Regions from separate parts of the Mus musculus genome. Here regions 2 and 3 are each linked to region 1. The links are chromatin contacts, called in public ChIA-PET and promoter capture Hi-C maps. All regions are on one chromosome and are shown on one strand. Each heading gives the region's core, a stretch centred on a gene start, on an enhancer-like site or on the middle of the called end of the contact. The rest is flanking DNA. Distances are from core to core; before and after follow the strand shown. Region 1 holds the start of Skap1 (src family associated phosphoprotein 1). Region 2 overlaps Skap1 (src family associated phosphoprotein 1). Region 3 overlaps Skap1 (src family associated phosphoprotein 1).

Region 1 (4,990 bases), core at 1,367-3,866:
GTGTGGCAGCCACAGTCACAGCTCATATCCTGTGACTCCCTCCCACTGAGTGACTATATAGAGATCAAGGACCTACAGATTTCTTAACTGCTAACGGTGAACCTTAAGAAGTGTGTGGTGGGAGGAGGCGTATAACCAGACCCAGACAACAAATTGACAGCCATTTTAGATGTCTAATATTCACAAGTTGTAACACAGAGAATCATTTGACTGTTTTACGATAGAGACCGCATTCCATTAAAAACAAAAACCTATAGCCAATATGTTATTATCATCACATGAATCTTTCAAAAACATATTTTTAACCACTTTTCAATAGAATCATTGGTTATATCCCACTTTATATTTTTCCCTCCACTTCAGAATCAAGAGCAGAATTACACGTTTAAAGGGAGGGATGGCTTTAAAGAAACAGTTAACCAGTGAAGCACCTCACAGTGGAACCTCAGACTCCTCCCTATCTTCTAAAGACCCGCGCACTATCAGAGATTGTTAAGACACAGCAAGTTTGATACAGAAGTATGTGACACGCAATTAATCTCCATTCATACCCGGCTCTGCTTGTCAGCAAACAAAGGTTCTGCTTTAGAAGGAGATCTGAAGACTTCAATTAAAAACAGTCAGCTAACAAGAAAACGATCTGAGCTAAAGGAAGGCGGCAGGTGCAAAAATGAGTTGTTTACCAAAGTGTCAGTTTTGAACAATAAAGAACTGCACATCAAAAATGTCGGAGGAGGGGACTGTGTTGCTAGCCTCTGAAAATAAGAGGGAATTTTTCTATTGATGCCTGTGCACCAAACTGAAGTGACATTTAGCAAGCTTGTAAAGTGGGTTTCTTCTCATAAAATGACTGACACCAATAAAAAGAGACACTCGGTCTTTAAATACAAGGGTAGAATTCAACTTGTGGCTGCAATTCCTTCTCTAAAAACCAAAGACAATTGTACAACTTCCTCTATGTACCTAATATTGAACCAGCACTGGCTAAATCTCGTTAGATGCCTGGTGATTTCTTCTATCTTCCAAATAACTTTATTTCTACAGTTTCTTGGTTTACAAGCTAAGTGGATTTTTAGATAATTTAGAGAACATAGCTCAGTAGTGGAATGTCTAATGACCCTGTGTAAGGTTCTAGATTCAATCCCCTAAGTACAAGAGAGGGTGGTGGTGACTAAAGGTGCTTGCCACCAAGCCTGAAGACATGAGTTCTATCCCCATCACCAGAAGATGCAAGATGAATGCCAACTCCCAACAGTTGCCACCCGAACTCCACAAACAGGCTGTGGCACATGCACACCCACACAATACACTCCAAAAATAGATAAAAACCTTTTTCTAAAATAGATTTTTGAAACATCGCCTCAAAAGAAACACATAGCCGCCAACTCTTACAGAGACGCTATCCAGAATAGAAACAGGGCTACAGACAGAATCCAAAAGCACTGGCCAAATCCTTGATTAGGAGGCATTTATACCCAAGATAACAAGGTAATGGAGATATAAAACCAATTAAATTGAGAGAAACTGGAAAGAATGCAGCTTGCCAAAATCATGACCTGCCCAAAGCAGGCCATCTGTTAACGATGTGTCAGATGTGTCGCCTGGATGCCGAAAGGCTTAATTCTGAGCGGTTTCCTCTTGAGACCCTTATGCAACTGCAGATTCCAGGTTTCTGTCCTCCCAGGAAGGGAAGGGCAGTCATAGGAAAATGAGTAAAACTGATTTTCACCATGGGAGCCAAGCACAAGATACCGTCCATCAGGGAAGTCTCTTCGGAGTGTATGTTGAGTGTCGGAAAGTGTGACCTTAACTGTAAAGGACAGTTTTAAAGGTGAAACCATCACAACAGGACACTTAGGGAAGGGAAGGACACCATACTCTGAGGTTTATGACACCCCTAGAAGTCTTCAGGTTAGGAAATGACTCTCACACTTATAAGACGTCCCCTAACCACCAGGCTTGGCCCAAAGACCATAAATCTCCAGAGCCCTACTGTGTGCCTAGGAGATGTCTACCCAGAAAGGTGTGGGTCTTCCACAAGGTGAGGAGTCAGGACTGGGAAGGATGAGACCTAATCACTGCACACCTCAGGGATTTCCCGGGGTGACAGGTTCAAGACCAAGCAAGGTGTCAAGGGAGGCCATGAACTGACCCGTAAGACCTTAGAGACCTGGAAGTGTTGATGCATCTGGAAGTGATACAGATGCCTAGAAGGAACAGAAAATATGTAACTCAAGGGAGAGGTGGGGACCTTGAGGATGAGAGAGAGGCTAGGGCTTTGGGGACAATTGGGGGATTAAGGACTCTGGAAGCCTGGAACTTATAGTAGGTAAGTGACCAGGCTAAAGAACTAGTACCCTAGTGTCTCCTTTCTTGCCTTCAGCCCAGCACTGAGAGGCCCTCCCGGACGGGATGGGTCAGGACAGAGGTCTGGCACTGAACCAGGAGTTAGTTACCTTCCAGGAGCCAACAGATCTCCTCCGGGAGGGCGACAGCCTGCATTTGGCGAAGCGAGTGGGCGGCCGCAGCAGAAGGCGGGATAAGGGACGTGTGCCTGCTCGGACGGCGGGCGCAGCGAGCTGCACCCCAGGCACCTGTACCTCGGCTGTCGCCTGGGGGGGGGGGGGAGGCGCTGGGCGGGGCCGCCGGTCGCGCGCTCAGGAAGCGGCGCGCGCAGCCGGCGGCGGGAGCCCGGGACCCCGGGCGCAGGTGCACTGGTGCCACTGAGGTGGCACGCAAAGTCAATGGCGTGGCCCTTTGAGCCCCTCACCAAAAAATTGCCTAGATTCCCAAGAGCCTTGGAGGCTAGGTTTTGGCGGAAACATCTAAACACTGAGCAGTTTGACCTTGGGGCTGTAGGTTTAAAAGGCCATGGCTGTTCCTGGACTGGGGTGCAGAGGCAGAATCCAAGAAAGAGCTTGGTCCTTGCCAAAGATATAGTGCCTCAGTTCTGATCCAGCGCACTGTCGGGGAAAGCCCTGCTGGTTAGAAATTAAAATCTGGAGTCCCAGCGACAATGCCGATCGCCAACATTTGAAAGACTCAGCATCAGAGGCAATACCCATGGAGAGACACGGAGGGAATGTCCTTCCCTCTGGAGGTGAAAGGCTGAGAGAAGGTGGGAAACAGCTCTTTCTCGGAACAGAGGAAGGAAGAAAGTGATCAACGAGATCACAGGGCTGTGCCCTTCCCCGCTCAAAGTACAGCCAGTCAGTGATCAAGTTTGGGTGGTAGTAGGTACCAAAGATGTTGCTACAGCACGAACTTGGGCAGTGGTACGTGGAACCCTTTGTTATTTTTGTGGACCGCTTGTGAGTGAACAAGTACTCAAAGGTTGTTTATTTGATTGGTATTTTATAGTACAACAGGCCTTGAAGAAAGTAGAGCAGCATGGACGGTATACGAAAGAGCAAGAGGAGGACTGGCGCATGCCTGTTGGTATTAAATACCAGACTCCGGGGTTTTACAAGGGTGGGGAGACTTTGCAGGTAGAAAATTATCTGTAATTATGTGACCCCTGCATATCTCTCTCTCTCTCTCTCTCCCTCTCTCCCTCTCTCCCTCTCTCATTCTATTCTATCCCCATAATAGGTAAGAAGGATTGGGAGTGGTCCTGGAACACATGAAGGGAGGAAGGTAAGCGATTTGTTAATCTGCCTGGGGGTGGAGATAATATTGATCTCAATGTAGAAGGCAGAGCAAAGACAAGAAACCGTTCAGAAGGGCACAGGGCAGGTGTATATGTCTCCTGGAATAAGTGTGTGCACACACCCCAGGAAGATGCAGTCTCAAGTTTAGGAACCCTCACTTTTAAGGACTTTGGTGGCCTTTAGCATGTCCTGACGCCTGAGAAGGAGTGGTCTTGGTTTCAGGGCCTCACAACCCACCTATAAGTTGCAATAAATTGAACTGAAGGGATAGAACCCGGTCGGGGTCACCAGAGAACCCAAATCCATGGTGTTGCTTCTTACTGGGTGAAGCTATAGTGACAGGCTTGGGCTGCCTCTTCCAGGCTCCAGAGGGGGTGTAGGCTGCCTCCTACCTTGCTGTCTCCCAGATAAAACTGAAGTTGCTCTAAAATCACTTGGGGTGCGTGCATGTTTAAACATGGAGGCTATGTGGCTCACACACATGCTTCTTTTTGTAAACATAAAACTGTTCTTCAAAAGGGGGGCGGTAGGCTTCCCTCTCTAGTGCACAAACTTCCTCCATTTTTCTTCCAGCAATGGGAAAAGAAGGACAGCCCTTCCCTCTTTCTTTAGTAAAAGGCAGGTTTCTAGGATCTGAAGAGAACCCAGAGTGCCCCGTCCCCTTATTTAAGGACATTGGTCAGCATGGTCACATAGGGTAGGTGCTCAGGAGTTGTCTGACAAAGGACAGAACCCCAGGCTTCCTGCCACCTAGGGAGAAGCAAAACCGCACAAGGTAGATATTCTCCTTGCATCTCTTCCCCTGTGGATGACTGGGTTTGGGAGCGATGGAGGTAGAGGGAGGTGTAAGTCAGGTGGTGTGTGCTGGTGACTGGCAGTTTCCAATACGCTATTGTCATGTTGCATCAAGGCTCCTCATTGCAGACAGAAGCCTGCCTCCACACATGAGCGCTGCCCCTCCTTAATCATCTGAGGGCCCTGGTTCAGCAGGCAGCCTCACTCCTAATGACATTCTGTTAAATGGACAAATTCCTTTGAAGCCCTGTCCTCCTTTGAAATCCAATTTCGCAGGAAGCCAAATCTGATTGGGGGTAGCCATGGAAACGACATGAAGGAGTCTTGCAGGAGGTGGAGAGAGGCAAAGAAAAAAAAACACCCGAGATAGTCAAGAGTCCTTTACTGCTCTGTCGGAAATATCAAAGAGATCTGGAGAGGTTGGCAGCAGGCGAGTCCCTGCCCAGGTCCTGTTCTGTGTGGCTAGGTACCATGTGGCTGACATGGAAGAAAGCAGCCAGCTGTCTCCACACACAGGCAGCGGTCCAGATCTGTCTGCCTTCCCC
Region 2 (4,990 bases), core at 1,573-4,072, 250 kb before region 1:
CATCCAGCACCTGGCCTCTTGATTAGAAAATAAATAAATAAATAAAAGGGCAGGAGCAGAAGGTGTTCTCCACAGTCCATCTGTTCAGGATTTTTGGGTTCACATCTGCTTCACACACATAATCAACCGCAAGTGCCTTACTGGACTGTCTTGGGTCTGGCTGGTGAGGGTGGGACCTAGCCATCCCCCAACTCTTTGATGAGGAAGTAATATTTCCTATTAAATGGCACCAGGTCTACACTATTGTCACGTGTGGAGTGTTTCTTTGCCAGAGGGCTCCCTGCTAAGTGCACACACATCACTCTCTGGTTCCTCCTCAAGTCCCTCTAGGAAGTTACGTCATCACTTTGCGCATCTTACAAGTGGACAATTAGACAGGGCAAGGAGTTTGCTCCAGTTCTCACAGTGAGCAGGTGGCAGTGTAGATCCATTCCGAGTTACAGCCAGCTCTGTGCCTGTTGTATCTAGTTGTCCCTCACATGCTATTTTTCAGTAGATAGTGGCTGGCATGCCAGGGCCTTGTGGGGGCGGGGAGGGGAGCTCCCGGGTGGGGAGATGAGGCTGGACCCCCTCACGTTCTTTCTCCATTTCTTTAGGACTGTGGTGTGGCATAGGCAGAACGCACAGAGCAATTTCAGAAGCACCAATGGTGGGGTGATAGAGAGCTTGGATGATGGAGACATGTGGCTGAAATAATCACATGATAATTAAATGACTATATACCTCCCCACCCCATGCTGTCTGTAAGAACTGTGGTGTATAGTGGCTTCTGTTCATTGGATGCACAGGCAAGGTAGCTGCTGTCCTTCTAACCTGCAGAAAGAGATCCCACCTTTTCTATAGTGTGGTTCCCTCAATTTCCGTGGACTGGAGTTGTGGGCACAGGGTTAGTGGCTGCTTGAGGAGGCTGACTAAGCTCCATGCCGTTGGCTCCACTCTTTTTTTTTTTTTTTTTTTTTTTTCCTTTTTTTTTTTTTAAGATTTATTTATTTATTATATGTAAATACACTGTAGCTGTCTTCAGACACTCCAGAAGAGGGCACCAGATCTCGTTACGGATGGTTGTGAGCCACCATGTGGTTGCTGGGATTTGAACTCCGGACCTTCGGAAGAACAGTCGGGTGCTCTTACCCACTGAGCCATCTCACCAGCCCCCGGCTCCACTCTTGTATATAAGCAGTGGGAGGTTTGGAGGCATTTTAGGGACCTCAGCTTGTTTGTCAGCAGTGTTTAGGAGGCAGGATGAACTTGGTCACTCAGAAGCTGGTGGTACAGTCCTTCCTTCTGACCCAGAGTAAGGAATCCCATCCTGTTTCCTGCGGTCTCTCTCCTTCACTCCCCCCCCCCCCCCCAGCATCAGTTTCATCCTCCCTGGCTTCTTTGGGCATCACATAGCTTTTCTCTGCAGCCCAGAAGGCAGAGTGGCTTGGAGATCGTTGGAACCTCAGGTGAAGCCTCATCCGGCTCTTTCCCCGAACCTGGGCTGGCGTGAGCTCTCTAGGAAGATCCTGGCCAAGCTGGGGAGAGCATCTCCTTTTAGGGAGTGTGGTGAATTAGATCGCTTTCTGCACCCTGCTGTTGCAATGGCACAGGCTGTGGAGGAAGATTCTCGGAGGAGCTCTGTTTTAATGTAGCAATTTGATTCAATTTTCCACTCTATAAAATTACCCATCACCGCTCGTTGCTTCCTAACAGACACCTTCACTCTTAATTTAACAATCCTATCGAATTCTGCCAGGGAAATTGGAAAAATTTATCACCTGTGAAATTTTATTTTCCTTTGGTTGTATCTGTTTTTGTAAAACTTCATTAACGACGATGACTTGCTGAGGAAATTATCATTTTTTTTTTAACTTCAGACACAAGAAATGGCTCGACCTCAACCAAGATATCATTTGCATAATAAAACACAACAACAACAACAACAACAACAACCACCACCACCGCCGCCGCCGCCAGGGGAAGTGGAGTCTGGCAGAGGCTGGAGGACTGAGGAGGATTGAACACTTCTTGGTGGGGCTTTGAGGACACACAGACTTGCAACTTGACTCAGAGAGCAATGACGTCGCTTGTCTCTCAGGCAAGAGACAAATAGGGAATACCTACTTAAGAAGGCTGGGTCCTCCTCTTAGGAAGCCTTGAGATGCAATTATTTACTGATAATGCTTTTAGCAAGGGGCCCTGTCTTCTGGGGCCTAAGTGTTGGGTTCACCTTAGTTTCCAGGTTCATCTGGGATGCAGGCTTAAATTGCTATAAATTTTGGCTTAATTTGAATTTCTTAGCAGAGTACTAAACTCCTGGCAAATTTCCACAGGAGCGCTTCCTGAATGGACTTGAAGATTCAGCTTTCCCATTGTCTAAATACCTCACAATTAAAAGGCTCAGGCTCCGGCTTTCCAGTCTGACCCCCACTGTGTTCTGTACTGTTCACCAGCTGCTGGATTCCCACCAGAAGTGGCTCTGCGGGAACAGTGATGACTGTGCGTTTTCTGAGATGCTAGTGAGCCTGCCTTGTGAAGGGGAGGGCTCCAGAGTCAACCGGCCCCAGCACGGGGAGAGGCGAGGCAGGGTAGGCTTACTCTGAGGAGATGAGATTTGACTCTGGGCGATGATGAGGTGTGTTCTATCAGAGTTTTACTGTATCAAGACCATTGTTGGCATCTGCACAATCCAGACTTTGGAAATCCTCCGTACCTTTGAGACAATGCTTTATCCTTCTCCAGATTCTACAGAAAGTAAGCCAGGGCTAGAGAGTTATGAGAACGCACCCCCAAACTCACAGCTAGCCAATGAGAAACAGAGGGAGTGGTCTCTAGCCTTTAACCTTCATGGCTCAAGAACAAGTGACGTCACGTCACGTGGTACCGCTGAAAGAGGATTTCATCTTGTTCCCAGAACAAGGCAGAGTCACCGGGCTTTTTACACCATCTCCTTCAGACAGTGAACCTTGAATAGGGATAACTTTGGGGGCTGTTTCGTTCTTTCGCATGTCAAGAGTTTTTTGTTTTTGTTGTTGTTTTTCTGAGCAGCAGGAGGTGGGTAGTTAGCCGGTGATGTATCTTACCTGGTAGGACTTCATAAATGTCCTCCTCTTTCTCAGTAGGCTCAGGCAAGGCCATGGCTCTGCACTGGGAGCCAGACCTTGGGGAGTCAAAGCCATCGACGTCATTGTACATTTCTTCCTCTTCTTTCTCTTCTTCCTCCTCTTCCTCCTCCTCCTCTTCGAAGGGAATGGTTAAGGAGCTAAGATCTGCAGCGGGAGCAAAGATAAGAATGAATAAAGATAGAAAAAAAAAGAAGTATAGGAAAGGAGGAGGTGAGAGAGGAGGAGGGATGAGAATAAAACATGTCAGGAGAAAATGAAACACTAGGTTAAGGGCTGTTATTTCTAATGCGGGCCTCAGTGGCAGGAAATCTACAGAAAAGGCCAGCCCGTCACTGCATCAGGTTTAACCCACCAACATAAATCCTCCCTGGCAATAAAACGTGGTCAGGATGAAGCAGCCCAGAAAAGTATGGGTATGGGAACGGAAACGCAAGGTGAAAGGAAGAAAATAGGCCAGGCGAGGCATTGCCTGTGTCCTATGCTCTGCTCGCCAAGCAGAAAACCGGATCGGTGAGCGATGGCTCCAAGTTGGCCAGGGTGACAGAGCCCAGGCAATATGGCGGAGTCTGAGCTCTCAGACGTTCATTTCCCGGTGGTCTCACTGTGGAATTCAGACAAATTTGTTCGTGGAGAGGGAAGAAAAACAAATGAGGAAAAGCAGCAGAAGAAAAGAAATGGGGGCACGGGAAAACACAACCGTGGTGTGACCAGACGGAATGGCCAAACAGCACAGTTACCATGTCCTTTTGCGGCCTGGATGACCTCAAAGTGGGTCACTGAGGAGGGGGTGTTCAGCCATTACCGCACTGGTGAGCACCAGGGCGGGGAGAAAGATTGGTTTCAATTCTGATAGGGGGATGGGAAGCTTGTTCTCTGCCTTCAGTGTGCTCCCGGAACCCCCACCCCCACCCCCACCCCACCACCGAGGGGCCGCTGCAGGACCCAGCGAGCACACTGAGCATACTCTGGGGACAGGAAGGATGGAGAGACAGGAACGGTTCATTTCGAAGCACAATAAAACTGCTTGGCTTGATTAGGCTTTTAATAAAGATTTCCCAACAAATTTCATCTGAATTCCGGCGACTTCATAGGAGGAAAGGATCAAAGGCACATTTGCGGCTGAAACCATATGTTATTATTTTGTTTGTTTTAAAATAAAATGGAATGAATAATTTCTTCAATGTGAGATTCTGAAAGTACCACAGGGTACAGCTCAATAAAGCTGCTTTGAGTTTTATTGAGGTTTATACACTTAGGGGTATATTACACGCATAAATCCTAGGCACCTAGATGAGAGTGTACCCTGTAGCCTCACCATCAACGCCCGTGTCTGCCTAGCTCCAGCCTATTATATGGGATGCTGCTGGTGCACGCAGTAGTTTGTTTTTGTGATAGCAGAGGTATAACTGAGGAAAAGAGGCAATTCTTGTAATTAAGGCTGGGGCGCTTTCTTCTTTTTTATCCACCATAAAATCTTACGGCAGAATAATAAACCGTGATGAGAAAGCTTGGTGTTTTTAGGTGGATTGTGTTTCTCCTTGAGACATGGGCCACGTACGGAGTTGGTGTTCTTGCATCTTACTGAGGCTCGTATGATGGTGTATGAAGGTCCTCTTAGGCCAAATCTACCTGTTTGGTCACTCTCAGGGGAAGGCTTCCTGGGCCATTGTGGCTGCTGCACCAGGCCTTCTGGCTGGCCAGCAGAGGGTACTCTAAGAACAGCCTTTAACCTCTTCAGGCAGGGCTCTTGCCATTCCCAAGGCAAGGTACATTTTATTGTGGCTTGGGAAACGACCATTTATTTTTAATGTCCAGTGTCCCTGACAGCCACCTAGATGAGTTTAAAACTCAACTTTTTAACAGAAAGGGAAAACAGGAGAGGA
Region 3 (4,990 bases), core at 1,462-3,961, 200 kb before region 1:
GCGAATTGGAAGTCTGAACCCTGTCTGCTCTCTCACCAGCACAGTGAGGGGCTTCTGCATCGCTTGGGTGAAAACACAGAGATTAGAAAACAAGGACCCTGTGAATGACATTTACAGAGATCTTGTACTGGAAAGGGCACATTTTATTATGACTCTGTGTCAAAAGTGTGGTTTCATCAGAAGACAGGAGGCAAAAGACAGGGGCAATCAATACCTGGGCCTCTGATATCTGAACTGGGAAAGAAAATCATTACCCTGTTATTTTTCTCGTGGCAATGCTTGAGATTCTGCACCTTGTTTCCACGCTAACCCAGGAGTTGGGGGGTTTGTGGGTTCAGAAACCCCTTGAAGAGAGTGAAATTAGAGCACAAAGCATTAGACAAATGTGTATACAACATTTTAGCATGAAAACAGGGAGAAAGGCTGAGAAAAAAAATTAACCTTTTGGAAAAAGCATATAATCCAATTTCCTATTAGTATTTGTCTAATTGCATGTGTTTAATTTGCGAGTCTCTGGAGTCATCAGTAGAGTTCCTTCCTTCCTTCCTTCCTTCCTTCCTTCCTTCCTTCCTTCCTTCCTTCCTTCTACCTCTTGACAAAACAGACCCCAGACAGATTTCTAGTGGAGAGAGTCCCCTCTGTAGCATCAGGCTGCTTGAGTGGTGTTTGTCTCTCTGTGTTTATTGAAAACTTTGCTTTAATGTCAGGCAGGCAGACCCACTGAAAGTGGGAAGTATGAAGAGTCTGACATTTGATTAAAACAACCCAGCTGTCTTGTTTATTTCTCACTGGTATAGAAAAACCTGGTTGCTGAGCTTAAGTGTTTGCCGACAAGGGAGAAGAGTTCCTTTGGAAACCTGGACATCTGGCCCCAAGCGCAGTACCAGCTCAGCCCAACTGCTTCCAATATGACTATTTACAGGTTTGTACTTTCCCCAAACCCCAAGACAGTTAACCTTCCTCTCCTCAATTTCAGCTTCCAGGAAAACTCCATGTTTAGGTTATGGAGAATGGGGTCATGTCAGTCAGGTACGTATGCAAAACCAAGTATGGCTATCCTGAATCTATTGCGTCTATCGTCACTCAGTTATTTAAATTCTGTTTTTTTTTTCCCTCTTTAGAACTATTATTGATGAGATTAGCATTGTATAGCCACAAAGTCACGACCTGCCTTTCTAGGCTTTCTGCTGCAACTCCATAGTAAGCTAAGTGGGTCCTTAATGAACAACAAAAGGTTATCTGGCTTTTCTGCTTCTCAGTCTGCTCTGGCTAGAATCCACCAGCCACAGATAACAGTTCAAAGTCATGCGAACGAGGACTGTGGTTGCCACTGAGTTCCTTCCAGGGCGGAGGTTCCTGTGACCCAGTGGCAGATACAAAATGGCAGTAGGAAACCTAGTGATCCCCCCAGACTGACTCCACGTGGCTTTATTTCAATGGAAGAAACCACCATTGTCACCCAACAGAATTGCTACAATTAAGGAAAACCCACAAGGCCACGTGTTGGTGAGGACGGAGAATGGATTTGATGGGGCACAGTTAGAAGGACCCCTTTGGAAAGCCGCAGAATCTGTTAAAGCTAGACATACAGTGGCCTCTCTGCCCAGCCGTGCCAACCCTGAGTGAGTACCCAACGCAAAGGTCAGCACAGTGGACACCGGCAGAGAGGGCTGGGGTATTCACAGCAAGCCCTCTTCTCCCCAAAGCCAGAACAACTCAAACGTTTGTGTAGGAGACGAGAAACACAATGGATATGTGGGCTATGTAGCTGGAGAACGTAATGTCCCATGCAGGGCCTTGTCTGACCCACATCCATAAAATCCCCCCTGGAGGAATCCAGGAGTATGAAGTACCTATAATGTGGCTCTGCACACGAGGGTCACGGGCCACAGAGTTAACTTGGGAAGGGAAGTCAGTTACCTTTGGAGAGAAGGATTGGGAAGAAGAGGGTTAGGGGTGGCTTCTCGCACCCACATGAGGATTACATGTGTTCACGTCATCAAAATTAACTGAGCTCCACATTTATGATAGCACATCGTTCCGTCTGCAATTTACTACAATTACAACCCACAGAGTGATTCTTCATGCAAACTGTTAGTAACCGAGGTGCGTCAACTTCTGAAATACTAGGAAAGGCAAGAAGAGTGACTAAGGCAATTTCTCCCTAATTGAAATTTCCTGCAGAATTAGACAAAAAAATTAGTTTCAGAGAAACAATTATAAATACAATTCAAAAGAAATTGTGGTTTTTTTTTTTTTTTTTTTTTGGCCTGGAGCTTGTAAGTCTAAGCAGCAATTTGGCTTAACTGATCAAGTATGGTACGGTGCATTATAGTAAAGGTTTTGTGAGGGGGGAGCAAACTGGCCAGCCATTCTGTGTGTGCAGTGAGAAGACATAGATTTCAATTAAGTCAGGAACTATTTAAATTGAACATCAGAAAACGGTTTCTAGAGTAGGATGTTAAACTTTAACTGTGGAACCGGAATGGCTAGTAAGGAAACTAGCTGAGGGCTGGGTGTGATGACATATTTATAATTTCAGGGGGAGGTTGAAGCAAGTGGCTCCTGAGTTCTAGGCTAGCCTGGGCCAGATTCCACATCAGAAACATAGTGAGCGTCTGTCTCTAAAACAGAAGCAAGGGGGCAGGCTCAGTGGGAAAGTGCTTGCTCTAAGAACAGGAAGACCCAAGTTTAAAACCTGGGCGTGGCTTCCTGTGCTGTCACCTCAATCTGAGGGTTGGGGTGGAGACAGGAGATCACTAGGGCTCACTGGCCAGGCAGCCCAGGGAAACCCAAACCAAACCAAACCAGACCAGACCAGACCAGACCAGACCAGACCAGACCAGACCAAACCAAACCAAACCAGGAGGTTCTGGGCTCAGTGAGAGCCGCCCTATCAAGGAGACAAGGTGGGGAAGGATAGAACAGGACACCTGATGCCCTCCTTTGGTCTTCTCAGGCATGCAAATACTTGTTTGTACACTCTGGTGGCTACTCGAAGTCTCACACAAGCATGCACACACTCCATATTCACCTCGTTGGACACCAGGCACTCACATGGTGCACACAGGAAAAACACTCATCCACATAAAAGAAGCCTTAAAAAGAAGTAGAAGGGCTGGGGATATGGTTCAGCGGGTACAGACAGTGTTTACCCAGCAAGCCTGAGGCCCTGGGGTTGGCCATTAGCCCCACACAAACTTCTGTAAGTTGATGCTGCTAGAAGAGAGACAGAAGAACCCCTGGAGCCTGCTTGTGTTGTTGAGTGAGGTGTAGTTCAATGAGAGACCCTGCCTCAAAAAAAAAAAGTGGAGAGTTTTTAGGCAGAGTTTCTCTATGTATCCCTAGTGGGCCTGGAGCTCTTGCTATGTAGATTGGACTGGCCCTTGAACTCACAGAGATATGCAACCATGCCTGGCCAAAAAGAGTTATTCTTTAAAAAAAAAAAAAAAGGTAAATTAGTATTAATTTTATTATTTGAATTTATAGTATATAATTTATATTAAATTAATATTAGTTATTTATTTGTAATTTTAAAATTATTTTTGTTTGGAGATAGGGTCTTGCATGGCTCAGACTAACCTCAAACTTGAGATTGGTTTTGAACTTTTTATCCTCCTGCCTCTGCTTTCCAAGTGCTGGGATTACAAGAATGTACCAACATGCCATGGGCCAACAGTAATTTTAGATGATAACAAACTCTAGAAGTTTCTCCCCTACCACACTGATTCTTTTCCCCTGTACACTTTATTCTTCTTGCCTCTAAGAGGATACATTCAAAAAAAATCTAAATGAAATACCCTAGGTTTGCTATGTTTTATTTGAGTTTGCTTTTAGGCTCAGAAATATAATTAGCTAAACCAGGACACATCTCTAAAATCTTTTATTTTGAGACAGCGTTTCACTAGGAAGCCCAGCTTTGCTTGGAACTCTTAATCTGGCCACAGCCTCCCAAGTGCTGGGGTTACAGGCATACGCTACCATGCCGGACGGAGTAGAAGAATATTTTTAATACATCTCCAAATATCCTCTTGAAAGATAGATAGTTTGGAGTCAAGGTTTTCAGTGTTAAATTGCTACTGGCTTTTTAGCTCAATTCCTATGTGGCTTTTGAGCATCTGAAAACTGCTGATTCTTGCTCGGTAAGTGGAGACTGAATTATGGCAACAAAGGTCTAGAGACGCCGAAGCAGATTTATGTCTCAGAAAGACCTATGCAAGATAAAAATAGTCACATGGAAATTTAAGGCCCTTCCTGCCCCTGGTTTCTCCATCTCTGGGGCGACTTTCTGGCATAAGTGAGTACCAGTATTCGGTTGCTGGCTCTGAGGTAGGTCTCTGAATTACACAGCGAAGCCCTTAGACGGGATACCTTCCTGGTTCTTCCTCAAGTCCTACCTGAAGTGTTCCAATTTGATGCCGCACAAAGTATGGCACTGTCCTGTTGTCCTGTGACTGTGACCGGGCTGAGACTGGAGCAGAGGGCCTTGCAGATCACGCTCCACACTAGGTCATGATGTTAGCATAAAGACAGAAACAACTGCCAGTTTCCACCAGTCAAAGAGTAGAACTATCCCATAGATTGGGGGGGAATAACTAATCATTGAAACATTAACCAATTTAACCTAGTCTTTATGAAGTCACGGTGACACATAGTTAACTATGGGGCCATTCTAATTCATTCAAAACTCAGCAGGCGTGCTCTGTGAGTACAGGGGCCATGCTAGGGAATGGGGGGTGGGGGGAAGAGAGCAGATGACCTCTAGGTGATTATCTGAGATGAGTCAATAAACACAAGAGAGGAATATGAGTGAGTGTAGCAGTCAATACCCATACCTCACAGAAGAAGGTTCTCATAGGCTGTGTGTGTGTGTGTGGAACAAGAAAACCAACCCCAACCTAAGCTAGATTCTGAGAGATGGCTGAGAAAGGGGAGGGTGGCGGGCAGCTTGGAAGTCTATGCTGGATATGTGTGTCCCTGACCCAAGGGA

What was found. Promoter capture Hi-C pulls out the DNA fragments that hold promoters and counts their contacts. ChIA-PET counts read pairs in DNA pulled down with a chosen protein or histone mark.
Region 2: a promoter capture Hi-C map of embryonic stem cells shows a contact between it and region 1. The contact joins the enhancer-like site here to the promoter of Skap1 in region 1. A contact is called at or near these places in 7 of 39 promoter capture datasets (the C10 cell line, the HPC-7 cell line, embryonic stem cells and 3 more) and 2 of 115 datasets of contacts at active chromatin or transcription factors (both in embryonic stem cells).
Region 3: an RNA polymerase II ChIA-PET map of memory CD8 T cells shows a contact between it and region 1, with 25 read pairs. The contact joins the enhancer-like site here to the promoter of Skap1 in region 1. A contact is called at or near these places in 2 of 39 promoter capture datasets (both in embryonic stem cells), 1 of 484 Hi-C or Micro-C datasets (nephron progenitors), 2 of 115 datasets of contacts at active chromatin or transcription factors (embryonic stem cells and memory CD8 T cells) and 1 of 9 other capture datasets (embryonic stem cells).

The regions. Positions count from the first base shown.
Region 1 is chr11:96,462,217-96,467,206 of GRCm38.p6, reverse strand. It overlaps Skap1 (src family associated phosphoprotein 1), which reads right to left and starts at 2,616. Exons shown (of 12, transcript NM_001177899.1): 1 at 2,457-2,616. The coding sequence starts at 2,502. Gm11529 (predicted gene 11529) reads left to right here and starts at 2,660. Exons shown (of 3, transcript NR_033524.1): 1 at 2,660-3,118; 2 at 3,592-3,636.
Region 2 is chr11:96,711,278-96,716,267 of GRCm38.p6, reverse strand. Skap1 (src family associated phosphoprotein 1) reads right to left here. Exons shown (of 12, transcript NM_001177899.1): 9 at 3,066-3,251. Among named protein-coding and RNA genes, the nearest start is that of Snx11, 64 kb to the left of the region's middle. Within about 2 kb of position 2,822, at least 21 of the 459 cell types and tissues checked have an H3K27ac peak or open chromatin away from gene starts, as enhancers often do. A contact at or near this core is called in embryonic stem cells and stem cell-derived epiblast-like cells, where this site is marked.
Region 3 is chr11:96,664,907-96,669,896 of GRCm38.p6, reverse strand. The region is part of intron 4 of Skap1 (src family associated phosphoprotein 1); the gene reads right to left. Among named protein-coding and RNA genes, the nearest start is that of Snx11, 110 kb to the left of the region's middle. Within about 2 kb of position 2,711, at least 44 of the 459 cell types and tissues checked have an H3K27ac peak or open chromatin away from gene starts, as enhancers often do. A contact at or near this core is called in embryonic stem cells and memory CD8 T cells, where this site is marked.